7 separate regions of the Mus musculus genome follow, and all the other regions are linked to region 1. A link is a contact called in public Hi-C, HiChIP or PLAC-seq and promoter capture Hi-C data. All regions are on one chromosome and are shown on one strand. The core of a region is the stretch at or near the end of the contact, and the rest is flanking DNA. Distances in the headings are between cores, read along the strand shown. Region 1 holds the start of Fstl4 (follistatin-like 4). Region 2 has its middle 82 kb from the start of Gm11186. Region 3 overlaps Fstl4 (follistatin-like 4). Region 4 holds the start of 9530068E07Rik (RIKEN cDNA 9530068E07 gene). Region 5 overlaps Fstl4 (follistatin-like 4). Region 6 overlaps Fstl4 (follistatin-like 4). Region 7 has its middle 76 kb from the start of Gm30366.

Region 1 (2,612 bases), core at 61-2,560:
GGGGGCGAGGGGAAACTCCCAGAGAACTCTGAGCTGACCAAAGGACAGCATAGACGCTCGCCAAATTCTGGGCACCACGAGCCCTACCGACCGCTGCCAGTCAGTTTCTTCCCTTGCAAGTTTCAGGACAGGAAGTCCTCAGGTGGCAGACATAGGGGAAGCCAAGTGGGACACGGCTTTGTCAGCTGCAGAGAGTGCTCAAAGCCTCGTGCTGCAGTGCTACCCAAACTCCAGGCGACATGCGCCCCAAGAGCAGCGCTCTGCCTGCGTTTCCCAGGTCTCCTCTGAAACTTAGAAATGGTCTCTCTTCCTTCGGTGGAGCAAAGAGGGGCCGAAGTCAGTCAGCACAGTTGCTCTTAGCACCTACCCACCCACCCCCAACCTAAATATCCTCAGGACAAACTGCTCCCTAGAGACTTCCCAGTGGGTTACAGCAGCTGCTTACTGGCAACAACTGTGGCCTCGCAAGATGAAAGCCACAAGGTCCCCAGGGCAGGGTTCTGCTAGGATGCCCTCTTCTTGAGCTCCTTACACTGAGGGCCATGGGATAACGAGGGCCAAGAGAGGCGCAGATTATCTTTGGGCTGCGACAAGGGGACGCAAGTTTCCCCGCAAAGCGGAGGGGAAGAAGGTGCAAAGGATGCCCGCCCCGCACTCTAGATCCCAGCCAAGGGCACAGGTCTGAGCCAGGGTCTGTCGCTAGGGTTTGGCTGAGGCCATCCGGGGGTTCAGAGCCCAAGAGCGGCGCCTGCAGGGTCTCGGTGCGGATCGCGAGCTTCGGGCTCAGCCAGAGCAGTTCTGCGTGGCGCCCCGCGCGCCTATAAGGATCACTCCGTTCCCCACCGCTGATCCCCGGGTGTCAAACCCCATGTACCCCAGCTTTAAGCCCCCAGTCCTAGCGCATCCAGGGTGGCCCTGCCGAGTCCCGGCCCTGTGGTCCCGTGCCCGTAGCCAGGCGCGCAAACTTGGCTCTCCAGGCGTGGGCAGTGAGAACCTGCGAACGCCCGCACCGGGCCCTGCAGCGAGCTGCGGAGCTGCGGGCGTCGGGACCCGGGCGGAGAGCAGCGGGACGAGCTGGCGGCGGTGGCACGACTCGGACACCCGCATCTTCTCCGGAGCTGCGACCCGCTTACCTACGGCGGCCGGGGCCGAGGGAATGACCAGGTGGCCGGACTCGGGTGGAAGGGAGGGAGCGCCCCGTGGCGGCGACAGAGGCGGCGACCCGGACCCCGCGTCCTCGGCTGGGTCGTCTCCGGCTGTCGGCTGGTCCCCTGGCGTGCTAGAGATAGTCCAAGCTCCAGCTCTCCGAGCCTCCGCCGCCCGCCGCTGTGCCACCGCTGCCGCGGCTGCCCTATTTCTGCCGCCGGGACCGGAGCCCGTGACGTCACCCTCCGGGCCCCGCCTGCCCAATCGCCGCCACCTGTGCTCGCCTCCCGCCTGCTTGCGGGTCAGACCCCGCGGCAGGTGTAGAGCAGCCCGGCGCGCAAGCAGAGCGCGAGGATTCCCTGTTCCCTGCACCACCTGGGCCAGACAGCTCTCTTTCCCCTGGCTCCCAGGAAGCTCAGCAGGTGACAACCCCCTGCCTCTGTTTTCCCACTTACCCCTCCTCTCCTCTAAGCTCTTTTCCGGGCCAGCCTCCCCCAAGGTTGTGCTTTGCTCAAAGCGCAGGATTGCTCTCAATCAGCGGCCATTTCTCGTGAAACCTTACGGGGTCGGTACATTGCACCAAGAGAGATGTCCCTGAAGCAATATTCAGGGAACACTCCTCCCTGCATTGAGAACCAACTACCTGTGAAAGAGCAAAGTTTTCTTTACTCCCAACTAGAGACGCTTACAAGATTCCCAGGTGACATTTGCCAAGCCTGACCAGGCTGAGCCGGGAACGTGTCTTGTTCCTAAAACAAGACACTTTCCTCTCCTGGGCCTAAGACCTCAGCTTCCTGGCTTTTCCATCTCTTTTCTCTTCTCTTCTCTTCTCTTCTCTTCTCTTCTCTTCTCTTCTCTTCTCTTCTCTTCTCTTCTCTTCTCTTCTCTCTTTCCTCCACAGCTCTTCATATGTGCTCAGCTAAATTGCAAACACCTCTGTCACTTTCGACCTAACCTCACAGTTGCCCAGGTCCTGCCTCCTACTGTGCTGGTGTGGATGTCCAATGGCTTTCTGTCCTGCCCATGCCTTTGGGATCTCTCCTGATTTGCAGGAGGGCTCAACGGGGCTTCCCTGCAGATAAGATTAGTTAAATAGAAAAGAAATTGTGGAAATATGAAAGGCTGGTTGAGTCTGTCCTTCCATTGGGCCCCTGGAGTACAAGCCTCTGGGCTGGTTCCGGAAGATACTGCAGTGAGTGGGGCGACAGAGCCTTTCTTGCTCAGGTTGTTGGTGTAGGATCTAGCCCTCCTTCCACCACTGTCCAGAGAGTGGTGCAACTCAGACCCGGTTGTAATTGCTTCTCAGCTGCAAAAAATCAAAGTGACTTCCAAGTCGTAGTCAGCTGTGACTTGGCCAGTGAGCGCCAAAATTTGCACTCAGATATAAAAAGGCAGCGGTATTCTCTGTGCCCTGGGGCTGTGGCCAGAATGATGCTCTCTGCTATTTGACCATGATTTTCTGCCAA
Region 2 (2,612 bases), core at 42-2,541, 440 kb before region 1:
GCTATGTAGATCATAGTGGCTATGCACTCTCAGGGACCCTCCTTCCTCTGCCTCCCAAGTGCCAAGAAGAAAGGTGTGTGCTACTAAACACCTCAACTTTTTTGATGTAAACACTTTGGTATTCTATGTTTTCAATTTTATTCAATTCTACGAAGCTTTGCATTTCTTTCTTGATTTCTTCCTTGATCTCTGTTAACATTGTTCAGATTTCATGAGTTTGAACATTTTCTATTGCTACTGAAATCCAGCTTTATTCCATGGTGATCAGCTAGAATGCAGATGTTATTTCAGTTTCCTGTATTTGGTGAGACTTGCTTTGTGCCCTAATATACAGTTGATTTTGGAGAAGGTTCCACGGGTTACTGAGAAGAATGTGTATACATTACTGTTTGGATGGGATGTTCTGTAGACACCTGTAAGGTCCATTTGGTCTGTGATATTATTTTATTCCAGAGTTTTCTGCTCAGTTTTTCCTCACATGTCTTGTCCATTGGTCTATGTCTCCCAAACTGGAGAATCAAAGTCACTGCCATCACTGTGTTGTGGTTAATCTATGGTTGCCGTCCTGTATGGCTTGGAAGGGATGGTGTGGCATGTTTTCCTATTCCTGGAACAGAGCCAGCATGGTGTGGGTTCTACCTCCTGTGTTGATGGTTGCTGGGCATGAGGCATGCATATATATAAAATGCCTGCCAAGGTTATTGGGGAATGTCCTCTATGTCAAGGTTAATGACTCCATGATAATCAGAGAGAGCATGAGTCAAAGAGGTGAGGGTGTGTCTATGTCCTTAGCAAAAATGGTAAATGTTGTGATCTTCAGGGCAATCCTTAAGGCTGTGGGAAAGAACTCTAAAAACATGAGCTCAAAATATATAAACAGGATTTCTTAACTTTGTAAAAATATAAGGATGTAATATGAATTATATGAGGGTCTTCATGGGTCTTAAAGAACAGAGGCAGGTGTGCTATGAGCCAGCTTGTCAGAAAGATACAAAAACAGGTAGATACAAAAGAAAGCAGATTCCTGAGCTCAAGGTCAGCCTGGGACAGAGCTAGTTTAGGTCCAGGTATGTTGGGAATGGTAATCTCAGGATGTGATCACACCTTGCTCGCTTATTGTCTGTGTTTTCAAAGGGAGGGAGATGATACAAATGAATTCATTTGTAATGTTAAAATTTTTTGCTTGCTGTCTTTTTCTAAGAATAATGGGGCTGGGGAAATGGAATGCTGATTCCTGGGATAATCAAAAGGAAAACTGGAGTAAATAACTGGATTGATATGTAAATTAAATACTGGGCTTTGTTCTGTGAAACTTGAGCAGTCTGGTGATCTCCAGAGAAAGCTGTCTCAAGCAGCACACAGCTCGTACCCAAGACTGGCTTTGAGTATTACTACTACTACTACTACTATTATTTTGCTGCTCTCAAATACCATTTCTCTCAGGAACCCCTCTCCCAGCGGAGGCTGGTCCTTGGCATATGGTTTTAGATATAATATCATTTCTTTTTTAAAACTAGGTGCCTCTCTTTTTTGGTGTATGTATGTTTAGGATTATAATATCCAGTTGGTGGATTTTTCCTTTAATGAATTTAAAGAGTCCCTCTTTACTTCTTCTTTTCTTTCTTTCTTTTTCTTTTTTTAAAAGATTTATTTTTACTTTATGTATATGAGCACACTGTAGCTGTCTTTAGACTCACCAGAAGAGGGCATCAGATCTCATTACAGATGGTTGTGAGCCACCATGTGGTTGCTGGGAATTGAACTCAGGACCTCTGGAAGAGCAGTTGGTAATCTTTTTTTTTTTTTTTTTTTTTTGATGTGTTTAATTCCTCATTCTTTATTCCTTGTATCAGTAGATTAAAGAGCTAGTATTTCCCCAAGTACTGATTTAGATGTTAAAAGCACCAGTAAGTTTCAGAGTAACATTCAGTAACCTCTTTAAATGCAATTATCCTTATTATAAGCTAAGCAGAATAATAATTTAATACCGTAAGTGAACTACACACAAAGCCTGAACCACAAAAATGGTTTGCACAGCCACATTCAGATTTAATCAACTCTCCGTTCTCACAATGAAAGTACTTACATTTCCGTCACTAGAGCACAGCCAGAAACACCTGGGCTGGCATCGGCTCTATAAGCCCTGCCGTTCCCACTACTGAGGCATTTGTATTGGAAGCTTTACAGTCATCAAGGAAGACGAGGACTGCTAACACTTAGCAAATATTAGTTTCTTTTAAAAAAAAGTGTTCTTTAGAAAAGAATATTAAAAACAAATGATCTATTAAGTCAAGAATTTCGTTTCTTAAAAACCCCCACAAGCCAGCTCATTCTCTTTAATAACTCCCCCACCACTGTCCTCTAAAGCCTTGAGATACACAGAGCACAGCCTCACCATTTATAAAATCAAAGGACGTTCAGATTGTATACTATGCAGCAATGGTATACAGCTTGGAATACACACGTCTACCAGAAGAATACATACTACTTCCACCCTTTCGGGTGGAACCACATGGTTTGCAATGCTTTAACTTAGGAGTTATTAAAGCCAGGAAGCAATTCAGATATGGTCAGATAAAGACAGGCAACGGGAGGCTCGAGTTGAAGACCTC
Region 3 (2,612 bases), core at 61-2,560, 420 kb before region 1:
AGGGCGGGGTGAGGACCTAGGGAATGGCGCTGGGCTTTCCTAGTATGGGAACATGTTCAGAGACAGCTCTTTCCCAACAGTAGACCTCCATGCTATTGCTCAATCTCAGCAAAAGAGGGAGAGTGAATGGACAAAGGCCTGATGCGCTCGGAATTTAACATATTTATTTAGTGTTCTTGTGTGTTTGTGTGGGGCGAATGCATATGCTACTGGAGGGCAGAGGTCAACCTTGGGTATCATTTCTCATGTTCCCATCTACTTTGTGGGTTTGAGCCAAGGTCTCTCGGTGACCTGTAACTCATCGAGTAGGCTAAGCTGGCTGGCCATAAGCCCGCAGGACCTGCCAGTCTCTGCCTTCTCGGACTGCGATTACGAGTGTGCATCACCATGCCTGGCTTTATTTATTTTTTTAAATGTGGGCTCTGGGGATTGAACTCAGGTCCTCATGCTTGTATGACAAGCACTCTGAGCCATCTTCCTAATCTGGAATTTATTTTCGTTAATGCTAGGTACCTTTGCATGAGTTTCTGGGGATTTCTGTCCTATGTTGCTCTCAAAATGTAGAGACTTCCAGGATTGGTGAGAGAAAGCAGGCATCCTACAGGGCTGTCACTAACACCATAATGGCATCTTATAGTGTGACTCTAGCTATGCCAAAGGGACTTGCTCCCTAACGAGAAGATGTTGGCCTCATTCTTTGCACACACTGGAGCCTGGATACCTCTGTTTCCCTACAGGTAATGCTTTCTGCCATGCAGACTTGGCAGAAAGCAAACGGGCCCATGCCCTGGTAGGTGTCCCTGTTATGTTGACTCAGACAGACTATACAGTAAGAGAGGTTAGACAAGATGAGTCAAAATCGGGGGCCTTGTGTGAAGCCACTTGGCTAAGGGCTAATCTAGGCCCTGTCTTCTGTACATGCTCACTGGTCTTGTAGGTTCTAGGCCACTGCCCAGAAAGAGGCAGATCTACGGTGCCCTGTGGCTCAGCCGGCTCACAGGCAATTTTAGTTCAAGGGCACTAGGGACAGGAAGCAGACCCTCAACTCTCAGCTAGGAAGAAGAAACATTTTTTACACTCATGTTGCGGCCATGGCAGTAGCAGAAAGGACCCAGGTTTCTGCAGTCCCATGGCAGCCTACAGGACAAGGGCAGTCTCTGATGGGGCCTGCTGAGAACACAGCTTGCAGCACCGAGCTTTTTTGCCTTTTAGGAAAGGAACTGCCTTCTGGCTTTCACTTTCATGACAAAACAAACAGCAGCTGGCCTGGCTGTGCAGGCAGGACTAGCTAGCCATGCTAGCCTTGGGGGTGGGGGAATGTCAACAGGCAAGAGCAGAAGGATACATGCTGTGATTTCTACTCTCTGAGTGGTTTTGAGGTTGCACGGAGTGTATTTTCCTGTAATTTTTCTATTTAACAAATGGCAGGATGATGCTTTCCTGACAAGCCCACGGGAGAACAAGCTCATAGAACTGGACATTAAGAAAATACAAGGATTAGAAATGGGGTCTTAGAGAGACTCTGGGAAACGAGGCTGAGAATTCCAAGGCAGCGTGTAGTCGCTGCTTGATGCCAGGCCTGTCATTTCAGCTTATAATAGAGATAGAAAATTACAGGCTGTCGCCGGTCAGTGTCACATGTGCTTCGTCACCCTGGCACCCTGTATTCAGAGGTTGCTTCATCAGACACAGGACCATGAGCCAGTGACCCCATGTAGATCGACTTTATTTTTTTGGAGCCCTGAAGTTTTTCTTGCCCCAGTCTTGTGTCCTAGCACACAGCTGAGCCCACAGATGCTACAAAGATAAATCTGAAGACTTCTGGTTCTCTGGGCTCAGCTCAGGAAAGATACAGCGATGGCACTGTAGTACCAAGTGCCACCTGGATGGATGGGGGGGACGGGGACAAGAATGTCGAGCATCTCTTAGTTGGGTGGACAATGCCCACCCGCCAAGAAGTAGCGGCTAGACAGAGGTGACAGAATGCTGGGCCTGGGGTCAGGCCATGGCAGACTTGGTGATGCCTACGGTCAACACTGGTTGCTGAGGAGAGTGAGGGAGTGAGCTTCACACATGGGTTCATCTCCATATAGCCAGGGCAAAAATGTAACCAATCCTGAATAACCAGTATTCAGAAGGAATGGCAGGATGCTTTGAATGCTTTACAAACATTAACAGCACGCTCTTTGCCCCACACTTGCAGTCTCTTTCATTGCCTGTGTTTTGGAGGTACAGGGGTCTCACTATATATATTCCAGGCTATCCTTGAACTTCCAATCTTTCTGTCTCAGCATCCAGAGTTGCGGTCATAAGTGTGTATGTGGCCATGTATAGCTTTTCAACTGTTTCTAGGATCACTTTTAAAAAATGTTTGTGTGTGTGTGTGTGTGTGTGTGTGTGTGTGTGTGTGTGTGTGTGGTGCTAGAAGAGGTCACCAAGTCTCTCAGAGTTCAGATTGTGGGTGGTTGTGAGTCCCCCTGATGAAGATACTGGGAACCAAACTCAGGTCCTCTATAATCGTGGCAAGGACTCGTAAATGCTAAGCCCTCTCTCCAGGACTCAGCTTACCTTCTGATTATCAGATATTATAGCCTAGAACATCTAATTTTACA
Region 4 (2,612 bases), core at 60-2,559, 370 kb after region 1:
CCACCAGGGAAATCCTCATTACATTCTACCCAAGATATAAGAGCCTTGGAAAACCTAGTCTTTCCTCCCACAGACTCCAAAACCCTCCAGTTAGGGCAGTCAGCTGCCTGCTTTCAGTGCTGCTGAGGAAGGAAACTATGTATGCAACCCAGCACTGTAATAAAGGGACGGGTGATTGGCTGGAGAGTCTCCCTGGGCAAAGAAGGAAGTCAGCCCCAGTTCACATTAAGTTTTCATCTGAAAAAAAAAATCAATAAAGACTTGGGGAGAAAATGATTGCACGCTGGACAGAAAGAAAAATATGACTACTCAACAATGCTCAGTTTCTCCTGCTAAATCTCTGCCTCGGTTTACAGATTTCACTTTCAAGAACGGCTTTAATATCCTGATTTATGCTATAGCATCTGCAAGAAAAGAAAGTTTTTCTCAAATGAGGCGAGAGGGCGTTCGGTAAAACCTCAGCTCAAGGAAGGGCATCTGCCGCAGACACGCTCTCTCCCTTTGTTTCTAAACTCTACTCCTCCTCCAAGGCCCTCAGCCGGTCAGCGTCCCCGGACTCTGCCTCTACACCAAAAGCCCCAGAACTTCTCAGACCTCAGAGATGGAATCCACAAACAGCTCCTCCCCTCTTCCACTCTGGAACAGTCAATCAATTCAGTCCCAACACTGGGTCGCTGTCCCTATCTTTATCTCTGACCTCACCATTTCGAAGGGGAAAACAAAACAAAAACTTGCCTAGCCTTGCTTGTCCCTCTAACCTCAAGCATCTCTCTTAACATCACTCTCCCCAACTCCGACTATCTCTTCGGCCTGTTTCCTATCCAGTCTGCGAGATCTCTGTACTCCCCATTTTGGGGACCTCCCCCCTCCACACCGAGCGCCCTTCCTCCAGGGAGTGTATTCTCAGAGACTCCGTCCACGACACGGGGACTTCCCGTCCCCGCCCACCTACTCGGGTCTCTGAATCTCACAACCCCACTTCTCAGGCCTGGGGAGACCGCACTGGGAGCGCTTCCCAACTCGGGCCCAGCCCTGGGCGCGGGAACTCGGCCGGTGGGAACCACCGTGAGTCGGCGGCGCTCCGTCCCCGTCGGGCCCGACCCGGTCCCTCGCCGTCTCCCTGCGTTCATTACCAGAGCACAGGACGGGCACGAGCAGCAACGCCAGCACCAGAGATCGCGCCAGAGCCCCGAGGCCCCGGGCGCCCGGCCCGGGAGACAGCTTCTCTCGTGCAGCCCCGCACATTCTGCCCAGGGCGGAGGCGGCCATAACGGACTCGGCCCCCGAGCCTGCGCTGTTGCTAGGTTCTGCGAGGTGACGTCAGATACGCGTCCGAAGCGCACTCCCGAAGCAGCTACGTCCCGGCGTGATGACGTTGCATCTCTGAACCCGAAAGGTTAGCGTGGGAGTGTAGAAAAGGGTGCTTAAAAAAAAAAAAAAAAAAAAAGGCGAATGGGACGGATTTATTTTCAACTGGTGGTTTTTTGTTTTGCTCTGTGGTTTATCGTTGTCATCTTTGAGATGTATTTCAGGGGTCATCGCTTAAGAGCACTGGCTGATTCCCCCAGAGCTCCTGGGTTCGATTCCAAGCACCCCTGTATGTGAGGACTCACACCCATCTGTCCCAGGGTATACGGTGCCCTCTTTAGGCATCCTCAAACACTAGACGTATAACTGATGCAGAAACTCATAAGTAAAACAACTACACACAAGTTTAATACACTTAAGAAAGATTATATATATATATATGGAGCTGGAGAGAATGTTCAGCTGTTGAGAGCATTTGCTACTCTTGCAAAGGACTGGGTTTGGTTCCCAGCACTCAGATTAAACAGCTCACAGCCACCTCTAACTCCAGTTCCAGGGGATCTGACTATAAGACCTCTTTTGATCTCCACAGGCATTAGGCATATGGGGTACACAAACATATATGCAAGCAATCATTTCTGAATTAAAACTAGCCAGGTGTGATAGTGCATATCTTTAGTTTCAGCACTCAGGACGCAGAAGCAGGTAAATCTAAGTGAATTCGAGTCCAGCCTGGTCTACAAAGCGATTATAGAACAGCCAGGGCTACACAGAGAAACCCTGTCTCAAAAAATAATAATGATAAAATAAGCATTAAAGAAACAATAAAGAAAGAGTAAAATTGTGTGTAAGTTCAAATGCCCTCCAGTGCCAGAAGAGGGCGTCTACTCCCCTGGAGCTGGAGGTTGCTGTGATTATGAGCCACCCCATGTGGCTCCTGGGAACCACACCCTGGTCCTCTACAAGCACAATTGCTCTAAACTGTTGAATAATTTCTCCAGCACCCTTTTGGTTTTGGTTTTGAAACAAGATCTCAAGTGGCCCAGGCTGGCCTCAAAATTCCTTTTTTTTTTAATTTTATTTTTTAATTAGGTATTTTCTTCATTTACATTTCAAATGCTATCCCAAAAGTCCCCCATATCCCCCCCCACTCCCCTACCCACCCACTCCCACTTCTTGGCCCTGGCGTTCCCCTGTACTGAGGCATATAAAGTTTGCAAGACCAAGGGGCCTCTCTTCCCAATGATGGCCGAGCCGACTAGGCCATCTTATGCTACATATGCAGCTAGAGACACAAGCTCCGG
Region 5 (2,612 bases), core at 79-2,578, 330 kb before region 1:
GAGACTGGAGTCACTTTGCCCACAGGGCACAGTACTGACTCTGCTTTGGCCAGTGGGACTGACTCTAAGTCTTCCCTGGGCTGGGGCCCGTTGAACCAGCAGGTGGTCAACCCTCGCTCTAAACCTCAGGATTCTTGCTCTGGAAGGGTCTGCCCAGTCCTGACTTTTATACCAAGGAACAATGAGACCTTTTCCCAGAGACTGGTTTCTCTGGATAAGACAGACTTGGAATACTCAGATGGTATTTGTCTCCTCTCAAAGAGATTGTCATTGATACCTTTCAAGTTCTGAGATGTGATTCAGATGCAGAGTCATGGAGTGCACGTTGGCACAAAGTGAGGCCCTGGCAAGAATGTAGTACATCCTCGTGAGCTAAAAGATGCTACTGTGTTCTCAGCAGGCCACCATAGGAGCCCACAGCTTGTCTCCTCAGTAACACGGTCAGGAGTGATGGTAGGGGAATTGGTAGCCCCTAAAGGTACATTATAAAGCCTCTGCTGGGGCTGTAGGGCTTCTGACCGAGCTAGGAGTGGGGCTGTCAAGTATGGAGACAACTGTAGGTTCTAACAGGGTTCCGCTGTGCCTTGAAGACCTTGTTCTATGGGCCTGAGCCTTGGCTGTCCAAATGATAGACAGGCATGGGTCCCACCAGAAGGGTGGATCTGTCCACACCTCTCTCCTTGTTTTTTCCAAATGACGAACACACCGCTCTCCTCTCTGTTCTGATTTCCGGAGAGAAGCAGGTTCTGTATGTGGCTTAATGGGGAACTGAGAGCAGGCTCTGAAGGCATTGGTAATGGGTGCAGATAGAGCTGGGGAGTGCGTGCGTGCGTGTGTGTGTGTGTGTGTGTGTGTGTGTGTGTGTGTGTGTGTTAGCTATAGGAGTACTCACAGAGACCTCCTCTGAGGATTTTGTACTGTGCAGAGGGGATTCCAAGTGCTGTACCAGCCTGGCCTGAGGCAAGGGTAAAGGAGCAAGATCAGGAAACAGCAAGAGAGGTGTGGTCAGCACAGATGCCAGCAGGGGCTGCTGATCCATTCCTACCCCTGGAACTACAAGCACACATCTAGGAGCCGATCCTCCAAGTTCGGGCTTCCAGGTTGGTTTGCCACTGATCAAAAACTTGCTTCCTTTATGGGCCCACTCCACTGATGTTGTTAAAAACACCACCTGCCGATTGTTAGAGTGTGGCGTGCCTTTTTGATTTTAAGGCAGGTGTCCCTTGGGGTGGGAGCGGGACGGGGGATGGATGTGGACAGCTGGTGGCAGGGAGAGGCTCAGCGCTGCCTGTGGTGGCTCGGCAGCTCTGGCTTGTTGCTGTGGGTGGTTCCTGCTGGCTCTTCTCTTCGCAGCATGCCCTGCCCACTGTCTTTCTTCTTCCATCTGTGTAGACACAGCCTGGCACTGCTCTCCCACTGGGTGCTACAGTACCACAGCCCGACTTGGCCTGGACTACTCTCTCTGTGTTGCAAGTTCTTGCCCAACCTTCATAAAGCAGAGTCAGGTAATCAAGACCCAGATGAACCCCCAACTTCTTCCCATTCCTGACTTGGAAATGGCTCACACTGAATTCTGAGTGAGCTGTGTGGTGCTAGAACACATGCATGCGTGTGCCTGTGAGTAAGTATTGAGGCCCGGGTACAATCTCCAGTCACCACATATTGTGGCTTGAAGAGATGTCCCCACTAGTTTGTGGCATTTGAATACTTGGTCCCCAGCTGGTAGCTCTGTTTGGGGAGGCTAAGGAAGTATGGGCTTGCGGGAAGAGGTGTATCACTAGGGGCGGGCTTTGAAAGTTCAACGACTCACAGCACTCATGATTTGCTCTCTGTTTCCTGCTTGTGGTTTAAGAGGTGAGTCTTCAGTTTGCTGCTCTGGTAATCACGCCTACCTGCGGCCATGTATCCTCATGGAGATGCTGGTGAACGCTAATGCTCTGGAACCATAAGCCCAAACAAGCCTTTTCGTCTCTAAGTTGCCTTGGTCATGCTGTTTTATCACAGTAATAGAAAAGTCACTAACACACTGTGCCATTCCTCAAGAGACACCGTCCACAGGGTCTTTCACAGACCTGGAACTTACCAAGCAGGTTGTACTACTGGCTGGCTGATAGCTGCAGGAAGCCTCCTGCCTCCTCCTTCCCTCCCCCGGTGCTAGGATTACAAGAGGCAGGCCACTGTGTCTATCTTGTTTTATGTGGGACCTGGATATTGAACTCTGGCTCTCATACTTGCATGACAGGAGTTTTCCTGGCTGAGCTCTTCAGCTGCCATCTTCAGACTTTCTATAATCCTATTGGGTACGTGATGTCTGATGCTGGGAAGACTGACGAGTTAGACAATGTTCCTATCATCCTGAAACAAATGGTGTTTGTATGTAGAGGGGTCCCACAGGAGAATGTAAGCAGATCTGTAGGAAGAGACCCTGGGTAGGGAGGACTGGCCTGAGCAAGAGACAGAATGAATAGGCACAAGAGCTCAGATTTGGTGAGGCGATAAGAGGAGTCACAGAAGATGCTGGGGCAGGGGAACACTAAATGATGCTTTGGAAGCTGCTCTGGGAAGTCCTGAGAGTGGTCCTGATGCCGCCTGTACTAACGTCCCAGGCAGCC
Region 6 (2,612 bases), core at 56-2,555, 300 kb before region 1:
TTCTGACCTTACAAGAGAGGATGCTGAAGGATAAAGGGGGGGGCGACGATGACGACGATGATGATGATGGTGGTGGTGGTGATGTTGCTGCTGCTGCTGCCCATTGATGACCACTGAGAACATCCTATGTGCCAAGTATAATGTTAAACGTGTCACATGTCTTACATGTTTTAGCACCATAAATTCCCATGACGACCCTGAGGCGATGAGGTTCACGGCTGAGAAATCGCAGCTTAGGAGTGAGGGGCCTCCAGAGACTCACTAGCTCATGATTAGCTTTGAACCCTGTATTCTTGGCTGCTGTCCTACAGAAAAGGCTGTATTTGTCCACCCTGGGCATTCTTAGACTAGTGCCTTTGCTGGGTGGACACAGGGCTTCCCACAAGCAAAACAGTCAGGGGGTTGGGTCATTGACATTTGGATGCTAGAGAGAACTGTCACTGGGCAGAGGCCTTGGGGACCCCCAGACTGGAGTGCCAAAGATGCTCGCTGCTGCAAGTACTGTTCTTCTTTGACATTCCTTCTGTAGAAAATGACAGGCTCAAAGCACCAAAGACTAGTTTTCTAAGGAAAACACCAGTGGGCAGCCCCTTTGAGGGAGGCTTTCCCCGAAGCCAAGAAAGCATCAAAACCGCTTGTAAACCTGGGCTGAGGTGGCAGGTGGCAGGAGACAGAATTCTGTGTGTAAGACATTCTCAGAGGCGCTGACAAGCTGTGAGTCCTAGGAAGGGTGGGGGAGAGGGTCCCCTTGGCAACTGGTGACAGAGACAATTATAAACAACCTTTCCCACCACGGAGCTTGTGTGATCCTTCACCATGCACGCACGCAGGATATCTCCTCGGGCTCCACCTGAATGCCACACCCACCTGAGCCAGCTCCAAGCTGCCGAGGTGCCCATTGCCGTCGGCATCCAAGTCCTTAAACAGTGACTCCACCAAGAGGCGCTTCTGGGAGGCGAGGCTTTGCCTGGGGGTTCCTTGTGGGAGCGGCTGTCTGCGGCTCTGGAGTGCCAGGAGGACATTTTTGAGACGAGCATAGCCAGCCATGGTGCACATGTCTCCTGTAAAAGAGAAGACAGCTGTTACGTCAGGTGCACCCTGGGGGCTGGAAAGAATGTTCTGCCCGTCAGTCAGTTTATCTCTCTCAGTTGCAAACAATTGTTGGGACATTTCCAGTGTGCACTAAACAGTGTCACCATCATAGAGCAGGGTTCACGTGTCCATCTGCCCCATCACCCAGCCTACTGATATTTAAGCCAGATATCATATACCAATACTAAATGAACCAGAGGGAGTCTGGAAAATTCTTCCAGTGGAGTCTGCAGCTGTTATCTCATGGTTCGAGGAAAGCCAGCCCCAATTCTACTCTGTCACAGTCTGCCTTTTGTCTTAATCCTATTTTAAAGGCTGCTTTTGAATGCTTGGCCTCATAGATTAGGGAGTTTTAGTTAACAGGGCTAATAATCCCTGCTTACGGTAATTAGGTACACTCCCAGAGCTGGGTTACTTGAAAACAAACATGTGTACACAAGTCCACGACCAAGAGACAAAAGGAAGCTTTAGGAGACTAAACCGAGCACACAGCCCATTAGTCTTAGGCCTTTTATCACGGCTGTGCTCGCTGAACGCGTCGACATTGCATGGTTCTTTGGCAAATGAGGCCTGTGATGCACTGTGACATGGCATGGTTTATCTTGCTGGTGACGGGGCCACCATACAGAGCGCAGCCAGTAAATAGGGGGCCGCAGGGATGTCACAGAGCAGTGCTCCTCCAGCTCTGCCTCCCCATCCAGCCAGGGGATACAAACAGTTCCTGGGCCTGGCTTTGTTGAGACTGGGGAATGCTGATGTGGGCTCCCCCACCCTCCATTCTTTAGAGAAGATCAAGGGGTGCTAGGTCTGGACTGTCTGGGGTTAGGGTCTCTTCCCTTGAATTCTAACGCCAGTTGAAGGTGCCAGGTTAAGCTCTCAGGGCCAGCCGGATAGTGAACAGGTTTGAGTTTGGGAACTCCTGGCTTTGTGAGTCCCAACTCTGCTGTTTCCAGGTTGTGTAACCTGGGAAAGTTTAACACAGGCCTCAGTGATTTCATCTGAGAGATGGGATAATACTGCATCCCACAGCGGGGATATCATGATGGTTAATTAATATGGTCACACACATCTTTACTCTGAGCCAAGGCTCAGTGATTGATAGCTACTCTCCCACTTTCAGTTGTTGGAACCTCAACGGGGAGAGCAGGGATCCACGGGAGAGCAGGGATGCACGTGAAGAGCTGTTTTTCTCTCCTGCCCTCCCTCTCTCATTGGAGAAGCCCAGATACCCTTTCCTGCACTTGTTTGTGTTTCTAGATTTTCTTCCAATTTGGGGTCAATTGATTCTTGTCAGAAACAAACGCCCATTACTATTTCCTTTGTGTGTTTATTTAGAAGAAAAAAATCAATTGCAGTGTTCAATATAATCAAATCTATTTGCTCCCTGGGAGTCACCATGCTTAGGCGGTGGGGCTCCCTCCCATCTCCCCTGACCTGCTCACATCCCTCTTGTGCCTGGCAGGTGATCCATTTTGGAGAGCTCCCAGGACCCATAAGCTGATGTACCCCATTTTTAGATC
Region 7 (2,612 bases), core at 37-2,536, 260 kb after region 1:
CAGCCCATGGGAACAAGGCAGTCACATAATCACATTAATTATACAATATAATAATATAATTATACAATATACTCATGAAATTATGCCCCAAGTGAGAACTTGCTCCCACAATCAACTACCAGTACAGAAAGAGGTAGTGTCCACATAGTCTCCCTAAAGTCCAGCCCTTTTGACACATTCCAAGGTCCCTGGCATTTTGGCTCAGGCAGCTGATTGGGGTCTGGCTGATCTAATGTCCTTGGTTTGAGGGAGGCCCTTTTCTCACCGGATACTGTTCAACTGTGAGGATGAAACTGTAGTTGATGCGGGGCCTTCACTCACAAGGCTAGGCTATCTTAGACTCTGCTCTCCACCAGTCCCCACCCCTTCTTATACATCACCTGCCACAGACCCTGGCTCGCCCTCTATAGATGAACTGGGCCTGCCCAAGCATCAAAGCACCTTTGATTCAGATAACCCAGTGCCGGGCTTAGGGATCAGGGAGGAGCCTGCTTAGGAGAAAGAAGCCAGGCTTCCACCGCTAGCTGTGAAGGCATCCAGTGTCCACATCTCCACACAGACACTGCCCTGGTGTTTCCTACATGTCACTTAGAAATTAACCTCAGGTCCCCTAGAACTTGAAAAACCCGAATCACTAATATCCTCTCTCCACCGGCACTATTAAAAGCCTCATTTAACAAGACATGGTGGCACATGCCTTTAATCCTAGCACCTGGGAGGCAAAGGCAGGCAGAGCTATGTGAATTCAAGGCCAGCCTTCTCTACACTGAGTTCCAGTCAAGCCAGGGCTATATAATGAGCCTCTATGTCTATGTCTGTCTGTCTCTATCTCTCTGTTCTCTGTCTGTCAGTCTCTCTGTCTCTGTCTGTCTGTCTGTCTGTCTCTCTCTCTCTCTCTCTCTCTCTCACACACACACACACACACACACACACACACACACACACACAAAGCTTCATTTACCAGGAAGATCCTGGACATAGCAAGCCTGAATTCTTCACTGTGAACGTGCCCACCCAGCAACGCATATTGCCCAACATTGCATGGACAGTTGGGTGCAGCCAGACAACAACAGGACTGGTCTCACTCCTCCTCTGCCTGCATGGTGATCCCACAAAAGCTCACAGGGGCAGTCAGCAGCACTGCTGGCCAGATCCTGCTGCAACACCTCAGCCAGGAACAGAGAGGTTAATAAAAACAGGGCGAGGGGTTCCCAAGGGACAGTTCTTGGCCGCCTCTGAAGTTTACAAAGGCATGGCTTCTGATGCCTCAAAGGCGCCTGTCGAGGCCAGGGTGAATTATTACACTGCAGGTTAGCAGGACACTTTGTCTGCAGCGCCTTGGGAGTTGGCGTAATTGTATTTTATCTGTTTGCCAGGAGTTTTCAGTAAACTCTCTTAATGTACTTTAAACCTCAACAGCCCCAAATAGCAATGCGTGCCTTTCTAGTTTATGCACCGGGCACTGAATAAACACGGGGTGATATATGGGGCTGGCAAGGACACTATTTATATATTTACACCCTCTCCCAAAACACACATTCATCTTAATGACATGACTTACCACATGCCCAAAAAAGGAGCCCTCTGAAGGTCATGGTCACAGATGTTTCTCCGAGATGGTCCCTCAGCTCTCAGAAACCCCAGAGTGGCTCCTCTCCCCAGCCAGCAGAGGAAATCCTATGCCCTGTTGTCCTGCTCTTCCTCTATGGGCCAGAAGCTGGCAAGAAATTCATCTTAGACCTTGCTCTCCCAGTCACAGGGACCAGATAACATGTGGACCAAGTAATACCACCCATGGACCTCAGCAACAGGCCACCCCCACATAAAATTAGATTTAATTCTCCCTGTACCCAGGAAAAAGGGGTGTCTTAGTTAGGGTTTCTATTACTGCATCAAAAACAGCATGAACAAAAAGAAAGTTGGGGAGGAAAGGATTTATTCAGCTTACCCTTTCACTGAAGCGAGTCAGGACAGGAACTCAAGCAGGGCAGGAACTTGGAGGCAGGAGCTGATGCAGAGGCTATGGAGAGTTACTGCTTACTGGCTTGCTCCCCATGGCTTGCTCAGCCTGCTTTCATATAGAACCAAGGACCACCAGCCCAGGGATGGCACCACCCACAATGAGCTGGACCCTCCCCCACTGATCGCTAATTGAGAAAATGCCTTACAGCTGCATCTCATGGAGACAGTTTCTCACCTGAGGCTCCTTCCTCTCTAGCTTGTGTCAAGTTAACACACAAATCTTGTCAGGACAAGGGGAAAGACCAGAGAGGAGCAAGAGCACAGAGGATGAAAGGAAAAGTGGAGCTATGGAGGAAAAGGAGGAGGAAGAGGAGGAGGAAGAGGAGGGGGAAGAGGAGGGGAAAGAGGAGGAGGAGAAGGAAGAGGAGAAGAAGAAAGAGGAGAAAGAGGAAGAGGAAGAGGAGGAGAAGGAAGAAGGGGAGAAGGAAGAAGAGGAGGAGTAGAAGGAGGAAGAGGAGGAGAAGGAAGAAGAGGAAGAGGAGGAGGAAGGGGAGGAGAAAGAGGTAGGAGGAAGAGGAGGAGGGAGGGGAGGAGGAGGAAGAGGAGGAGGGAGGGGAGGAGGAGGAAGAGGAAGGAGGAGGAAGAGGAGG

What was found. Promoter capture Hi-C pulls out the DNA fragments that hold promoters and counts their contacts. A called contact is a pair of places that touch in the nucleus more often than the background predicts. HiChIP or PLAC-seq counts read pairs in DNA pulled down with a chosen protein or histone mark.
Region 2: a contact with region 1 is called in a promoter capture Hi-C map of embryonic stem cells, with 4 times the contacts expected there. The contact joins the enhancer-like site here to the promoter of Fstl4 in region 1. A contact is called at or near these places in 12 of 39 promoter capture datasets (the 3T3-L1 cell line, the HPC-7 cell line, cranial neural crest and 6 more) and 2 of 115 datasets of contacts at active chromatin or transcription factors (embryonic stem cells and stem cell-derived neural progenitor cells).
Region 3: a contact with region 1 is called in an H3K27ac HiChIP or PLAC-seq map of VIP interneurons, with 7 times the contacts expected there. The contact joins the enhancer-like site here to the promoter of Fstl4 in region 1. A contact is called at or near these places in 9 of 39 promoter capture datasets (the 3T3-L1 cell line, cranial neural crest, embryonic stem cells and 4 more), 4 of 115 datasets of contacts at active chromatin or transcription factors (VIP interneurons, forebrain, neural tube and 1 more) and 1 of 9 other capture datasets (pancreatic islet).
Region 4: an H3K4me3 HiChIP or PLAC-seq map of embryonic stem cells shows a contact between it and region 1, with 5 times the contacts expected there. The contact joins the promoter of 9530068E07Rik here to the promoter of Fstl4 in region 1. A contact is called at or near these places in 12 of 39 promoter capture datasets (the 3T3-L1 cell line, the SN4741 cell line, cranial neural crest and 6 more), 6 of 115 datasets of contacts at active chromatin or transcription factors (DN3 thymocytes, cardiomyocytes, embryonic stem cells and 1 more) and 1 of 9 other capture datasets (embryonic stem cells).
Region 5: a contact with region 1 is called in a promoter capture Hi-C map of hippocampal neurons, with 8 times the contacts expected there. The contact joins the enhancer-like site here to the promoter of Fstl4 in region 1. A contact is called at or near these places in 8 of 39 promoter capture datasets (the C10 cell line, the HPC-7 cell line, cranial neural crest and 5 more), 1 of 484 Hi-C or Micro-C datasets (nephron progenitors) and 4 of 115 datasets of contacts at active chromatin or transcription factors (VIP interneurons, embryonic stem cells, neural tube and 1 more).
Region 6: a contact with region 1 is called in a Hi-C map of the N1E-115 cell line, with 3 times the contacts expected there. The contact joins the enhancer-like site here to the promoter of Fstl4 in region 1. A contact is called at or near these places in 12 of 39 promoter capture datasets (the C10 cell line, the HPC-7 cell line, cranial neural crest and 6 more), 2 of 484 Hi-C or Micro-C datasets (the N1E-115 cell line and cerebellum) and 7 of 115 datasets of contacts at active chromatin or transcription factors (VIP interneurons, embryonic basal ganglia, embryonic forebrain and 4 more).
Region 7: a contact with region 1 is called in a Hi-C map of the N1E-115 cell line, with 2.9 times the contacts expected there. The contact joins the enhancer-like site here to the promoter of Fstl4 in region 1. A contact is called at or near these places in 15 of 39 promoter capture datasets (the 3T3-L1 cell line, the HPC-7 cell line, cranial neural crest and 6 more), 1 of 15 datasets of contacts at CTCF or cohesin (embryonic stem cells), 11 of 484 Hi-C or Micro-C datasets (LSK cells, the N1E-115 cell line, cerebral cortex and 3 more), 10 of 115 datasets of contacts at active chromatin or transcription factors (astrocytes, craniofacial prominence, embryonic stem cells and 2 more) and 1 of 9 other capture datasets (embryonic stem cells).

Annotation. Positions count from the first base shown.
Region 1 is chr11:52,763,404-52,766,015 of GRCm38.p6, reverse strand. Fstl4 (follistatin-like 4) reads right to left here and starts at 1,310. Exons shown (of 16, transcript NM_177059.3): 1 at 1,134-1,310.
Region 2 is chr11:53,201,155-53,203,766 of GRCm38.p6, reverse strand. It overlaps the pseudogene Gm11189. Among named protein-coding and RNA genes, the nearest start is that of Gm11186, 82 kb to the right of the region's middle. Within about 2 kb of position 1,291, at least 4 of the 459 cell types and tissues checked have an H3K27ac peak or open chromatin away from gene starts, as enhancers often do. A contact at or near this core is called in embryonic stem cells, where this site is marked.
Region 3 is chr11:53,181,714-53,184,325 of GRCm38.p6, reverse strand. The region is part of intron 14 of Fstl4 (follistatin-like 4); the gene reads right to left. Among named protein-coding and RNA genes, the nearest start is that of Gm11186, 63 kb to the right of the region's middle. Within about 2 kb of position 1,310, at least 85 of the 459 cell types and tissues checked have an H3K27ac peak or open chromatin away from gene starts, as enhancers often do. A contact at or near this core is called in VIP interneurons and pancreatic islet, where this site is marked.
Region 4 is chr11:52,395,125-52,397,736 of GRCm38.p6, reverse strand. 9530068E07Rik (RIKEN cDNA 9530068E07 gene) reads right to left here and starts at 1,309. Exons shown (of 3, transcript NM_153117.2): 1 at 1,134-1,309. The coding sequence starts at 1,269.
Region 5 is chr11:53,096,242-53,098,853 of GRCm38.p6, reverse strand. All of the region lies in intron 6 of Fstl4 (follistatin-like 4), which reads right to left. Among named protein-coding and RNA genes, the nearest start is that of Gm11186, 23 kb to the left of the region's middle. Within about 2 kb of position 1,328, at least 44 of the 459 cell types and tissues checked have an H3K27ac peak or open chromatin away from gene starts, as enhancers often do. A contact at or near this core is called in hippocampal neurons, where this site is marked.
Region 6 is chr11:53,066,989-53,069,600 of GRCm38.p6, reverse strand. Fstl4 (follistatin-like 4) reads right to left here. Exons shown (of 16, transcript NM_177059.3): 5 at 868-1,061. Among named protein-coding and RNA genes, the nearest start is that of Gm11186, 52 kb to the left of the region's middle. Within about 2 kb of position 1,305, at least 8 of the 459 cell types and tissues checked have an H3K27ac peak or open chromatin away from gene starts, as enhancers often do. A contact at or near this core is called in the N1E-115 cell line, where this site is marked.
Region 7 is chr11:52,501,800-52,504,411 of GRCm38.p6, reverse strand. No RefSeq gene overlaps it. Among named protein-coding and RNA genes, the nearest start is that of Gm30366, 76 kb to the left of the region's middle. Within about 2 kb of position 1,286, at least 8 of the 459 cell types and tissues checked have an H3K27ac peak or open chromatin away from gene starts, as enhancers often do. A contact at or near this core is called in the N1E-115 cell line and uterus, where this site is marked.